2 separate regions of the Mus musculus genome follow, and region 2 is linked to region 1. The links are chromatin contacts, called in public Hi-C maps. All regions are on one chromosome and are shown on one strand. The core of a region is the stretch at or near the end of the contact, and the rest is flanking DNA. Distances in the headings are between cores, read along the strand shown.

What was found. A called contact is a pair of places that touch in the nucleus more often than the background predicts.
Region 2: a Hi-C map of muscle stem cells shows a contact between it and region 1, with 2.7 times the contacts expected there. The contact joins two enhancer-like sites. A contact is called at or near these places in 1 of 15 datasets of contacts at CTCF or cohesin (the NIH/3T3 cell line), 6 of 484 Hi-C or Micro-C datasets (the HL-1 cell line, embryonic fibroblasts, embryonic stem cells and 2 more) and 5 of 115 datasets of contacts at active chromatin or transcription factors (embryonic basal ganglia, embryonic forebrain, embryonic hindbrain and 2 more).

What each region holds. Positions count from the first base shown.
Region 1 is chr13:59,926,371-59,929,028 of GRCm38.p6, reverse strand. No RefSeq gene overlaps it. Among named protein-coding and RNA genes, the nearest start is that of Gm19866, 12 kb to the right of the region's middle. Within about 2 kb of position 1,313, at least 50 of the 459 cell types and tissues checked have an H3K27ac peak or open chromatin away from gene starts, as enhancers often do. A contact at or near this core is called in muscle stem cells, where this site is marked.
Region 2 is chr13:60,466,599-60,469,256 of GRCm38.p6, reverse strand. No RefSeq gene overlaps it. Among named protein-coding and RNA genes, the nearest start is that of Gm35333, 33 kb to the right of the region's middle. Within about 2 kb of position 1,351, at least 57 of the 459 cell types and tissues checked have an H3K27ac peak or open chromatin away from gene starts, as enhancers often do. A contact at or near this core is called in muscle stem cells, where this site is marked.

The DNA of each region.
Region 1 (2,658 bases), core at 64-2,563:
GAAACAACCAAGGAGGAGGTGACTGACGTATTGGGAAATGATCAAGAGCTAGGAGGGAAAAAGAATCCAGAAAGGGCATCAGGAAGTGCCCAGTCCAGTTTTGTGTCAATGCCAGACACAGAGATTTAGGAAGGCTTCCTTTACCAAGCACTGAGAGGCTGGAGAGGAGCAGACACATAGATGTTCACAAAGTCAGAAAGTCTTGGACTGATGTAGAAAGTATGTGTGCTCAGAGAGTGGACAAAGGATCAGGTATAGACAACAGGCCAGGGCTGTGCCAGGAAGTGGTCAAGGGCGCAGGTATAGTTAACGGGACAGGTCAGTAATGGGTTCAGCTGGCACAAGGCTTCTTCCCACCAGGCTATAAAGGACCATGGGTATCAGGGTATCAGGTATCCTTGACCTCTAGTGATGCTAATTCCTCAACTGATAGTCAGTCACTAATGAAGGAGGAAACCTGAGTTGAGGTTTCCCACCAGGCAAAGAAAGGAGGCTTGGCTTCTCTCCCTCTCTCCCTCTCTCCCTCTCTCCCTCTCTCCCTCTCTCCCTCTCTCCCTCTCTCCATCAAGGACTCCCCTTCTCTTCCTTCATGAGAACAGAGACCTTAACTGTCAGTCATGATGCCTTGTAGAAGCTTAGACGGGCTGCATGGTGGCTCCTCTCCCACAGACCAAGATTTGTGGCAGCTCCTCTGCATACCTGCTGGTCCTCTTCCTCATCAAGGGCCCAGCCCACATTCTACCTATGGCAATGACAGTCCTACATCCCCAGAGATCACCTTTCTGTGCCCAAGCTCTGCACAAGTCTCTGCTGACATTTGGGGGGAGGGCAAGGAAAGAAGGGAGGTGTGGGTTGTCTGGGCTATAAGGAGAATGGAGACCTGGACCCAGGCTGTTGGGAAAGGGGACTTTACGAAGCCCCTTTGTTCTGCTTGCTGCCAGGAGTGACAAAGGGTTAAGCAATTTGCATTACTGTATCTACGTGCAGGCCTAGAGGGCCCAGGCTACTCCTGGGTGGTCCGGTACAGTCTCTGCCTATTAGCAGTGGTGTCTCAGTGTAATTTATGGAGCTGTCAAACTGCCTTCACCAGGACAAGGGAATCATGGGCACAGTGGAAGCCTTGCTCAAGGAAACGGAGGTGGGGAGAAAGGAAATATTCAGGTGCCACCCCCTCGCCCTCCTGGTCTCCTCATGACAGCTTCTCTCTATAGAAAAACATGCAGCTGCCCACTGGGGACTGCATTTACAGAGCTCCTCTGTCTGCAGCAGGCCAGCCAGTGTAGCCCCGAGGGCTGGCCTACTGGCCAGGAGGGCAAGGAAGGCTGGCACAGAGCCACAAGAGCGAGCAGCCAGCAGCGAGACGAGCGAGGGCACAGATGCCGTGTCTGTCCATCTGGAGAAGCAGGATCGGGGATTCACTGTTTCAGCCCAAGGGTGATGTGATGGGACAAGGGTACTGTTGGAGTGCCCCATCATGAAACCAAGGAAGGCACTAATTCCCAGGATGCACCCGCTCCCCTCCAGCTGCTACAAGCATCCTTCCCTCCTCTGCTGAGCAAGGCCCATTCACAGGCTGGCAAGGGCCATGAGGTTGTAACAGAAACACAGGGTGCAGGAATCCTGTTACATGTGAACAGTGGTGCACTGCCTGCTTCTCTTCTTGCTTATAACTCCCTCTTCAGGCAGTAATGCTCCTGAGATCAGTAAACATTTATAACTACCGGACAATCTCAATGCACACACACACACGCACACGCACACGCACACACACACATACAAACACACAAAAAGACAGACACACAGACATACATACAAACACACAGAGAGACACACGGAGAGAGACAAACACACACACACACTGAGACACACATACAAACACACACACAGACACACATACAAACACACAAAGAGACAGGCACACAGACATACATACAAACACACAGAGAGACACACAGAGACAAAAACACACAGACACACATACAAACATACACAGAGACAAACACACACCACACAGACATACATAGAAACACACAGAGAGACACATAGAGAGACAAACACACACACACTGAGACACACATACAAACACACACATAGACACTCATACAGACACACATATAAACACACACAGAGACAAACACACACACACACACATACATCTCTACTCTTCATACACACTTGCACATATTTTATCCACAGAAGCTGTGGCCCAAAGTAAGATTGCCTCTCTCATTCAGTGTCTAACAGAGAAGTAGCCAGAGACATGCAGACTTCAGAGGCTCAGGGGAGTATTAGTGGGGGGCGGGGGAGAGACAGACAGACAGACAGTGGAAGTAAACAAGAATGTAGGAGAAGAGAGGAGAGGAGAGGAGAGGAGAGGAGAGGAGAGGAGAGGAGAGGAGAGGAGAGGAGAGGAGAGGAGAGGAGAGGAGAGGAGAGGAGAGGAGAGGAGAGGAGAGGAGAGGGACCCACAGTAGGGCCTCATTTCTTAGTAACACCAGCAGTGACATTTCTTCCCAGGCCTCTCTTCCTCTCCCTGCCAGTTGGCATGTGTAGCGTTTGCTTGTGATTCAGCAGGAGATGGCAGGTGTTTCTTACTGGATTTGATTCCCAGCCAGAATCAATGGGCCAGTGTGGGGGGCGGGGGGAGACCAATGCTTG
Region 2 (2,658 bases), core at 102-2,601, 540 kb before region 1:
ATGGGAAAGAGTTTCATAGGATCCCCTCCGCCCAGGGGGTGAATGGTGGTGGATGACTGCGGTGGGGGGCGGGGGGGGGGAAATAATTTTCTTCAGTGATGTAGCCACTTCTGCGTTATCCACAATTCAATGGACTCTCCACACTCTAGCCCAAGCTAATGGCGGTCACTAGAGCTGGTGGATCACAAAACAGAAACAAGAGGGATGGGGCTTGGTGGAATAGGAGGAGGGTAAGAAAGAGTGAAGGAATGAGTGTGAACAGAATGCATTATACACACGTATCAAATTGTCAAAGAATAGATTAGTAAAAATAAATTAGATCTCAGAGTCTCTCTCTCTCTCTCCCTCTCTCTCTCTCTCTCTCACACACACACACACACTTCTAGGAGGTGAATACACTTCAGTTTAAATGATAGAAACCTGGCTTTGACTTTTCTTCCTATAACTTTGGCTCCCAACCTTCTTGATGCTGCGACACTTTAATGACTTTAACGGAGCCCCTCATGTTGTGGTGACCCACAACCATACAATTATTTTAGTTGCTATTTCATAACTGTAATTTTTCTACTGTTATTAATTGTGATGCAAGTATTTTTGGAGATAAGAGGTTTGCCAAAGTGGTTGAGAACCGCTGCTTTAACTCAATATTGACTCTTCCCTGTTAAGAGAGACATCATGATGTTTATCGAAGACTCTAATGGAGTTTGGGTTGGGGGAGAGAATCTCGGTGATAATAAATTTTCATACAAATCAATTACTTTAATGCTATGAAATATTTAGTAACTCACGTCTGTCTGCCTAAAGCGGGGACAGTTAAATTATGACGAATGTGACATGTAATTCCTTGGGGACACCACTGGGTGGAGCCATTTCCACAGCAAAGATACAACAAAGATAAAATGGAAAATCGTGTTCAAGGCACAAAAGTAGCTTACTAATAAATTCTCTATGCTTCCGGTCATCTGGCCCACAAGTCTCCAAGCCGGCAATGAATGAATGAATCAATGAATGAATGAATCAATGAATGAATGAATCAATGAGTGAGTGAGTGGCTGAAAGAGGAAGCAATACAATGTAGCCAAAAGTTTAGCCAGTGGATCCTGTCTGTGGCTTTGGCTGTTTTTTGTTTTGTTTTTTGGTTTTGTTTTGTTTTGTTTTTTACACAGGGGCTGTAACAGCAGTCTAGTGGGCTGGCTGCATGGAGGGACGCAGCCCTCTGGGCCAGCTGATGTGATGAGGGAGCCAAGCTACTCCTCAGCAGGAAAAGGTCTTACACTTACATCTCAGAGCATGTCTTGGGCTGCCTAATGGAGCTGCTTCTCTTTTGTTCTTCCTTTTGCAGCTGTTTTCAAGCCTTGCATTTTAGGTGCGTGGGTGTTTGGTCTGACACATGTCTGTGCAGCATGTGCAGTGCCCGTGGAAGCTTGCAGAAGATGTTGAATTTCCTAGAACTGGAGTTATAGACACTTCGGAGCCACCTTAACAGTGCTGGGAGTCGAACTCCGGTCCTCTGGAGGAGCAGCCAGTCCTCTTACCCTCCAGGTACCTCTCGTAGGTTTTTTTTTTTTTTTTTTTTTTTTGACATATCAAATTTGACAAGTCAAATTTGTCTCCTGATTGAAAAGTTTTCACAGAGACATCATGGAGTTGGCTGGCTTACCCCAGAGTTTTCCACATTAAAATCATTTAACACAGAAACTATCAAAGATGACCAAATGAAAGGTGTCATTTATAATCCCAAGAGAGGGGTTCCCTTTGCTTAGAAGGCATTCTTTTTGGCTCTGAGAAAGGGCAGCTGAGGTCAGCTCAGGCTGCTGTACAGCCTGCTCCAGAGGCCCACACAGCCCACAGACAGAGGCCCACCCGGCCCACGGACAGAAACCCACTACCTCTGCTCATCAACTGCCACAGTGCTCTCTTTCTGATTATTTTCTTGGCTAAAAAACAGCACCAAAAGAGAGGTAATTAAAAAAAATTGACTTCTGGCAATGGTTTCCTATGCCAAGGGAAGCGAGAGAGCCCAATTTTATTGCCCCATGAGTCAGTTTTGTCTGTTACTGTAAAAAGATTGTTATGAAACTCATCAAATATTACTTCAGAGGAGAGCCAGTGTTTGTGATCTGTTCAGAAAACAAATTAATCAAGACACTTCCGGACGGGTCCTGGCTTCACTGGCTGAAGTGGTATTTACGTAGCCACCTTCCAGAACCTTCTCCCACACTTCCTTGGAAGGAAAGTTCAGGAAAACAGACTGTCTGGGACTAGAGTCAGTGCTGAATGACATGAAGAAAGCAGCCTGCCTTTCTCCAAGTTCAGCTTAGCTCAAGAGGGGACTGAGCAGCCAGATGAAGGTGCAGGCTGGGCACAGAGAACCCTGGTAGTCTGCAGGCCACACATAGATGACAGGGTCCCCAGAAGGCAAAGGCTTAGTACACAGCCCTAAGAATCAATGAAGAACCACATTTGCCAGCAAGTCCCAGAGGCCTGAGGCCTAGGAGGGGAGATAAAACCACCCTGAGCAGGATCTCTATACACCAGACAAACCGGGCCACTGTGGGTGGGGCTGTGCAGGTCATGACCCTCACTAGGTCAGGGTGAAAGTATATGCCTGACTTCAAGGACAACAAATAAAGAGAACTTTTCTATCCTTAAGTCTAT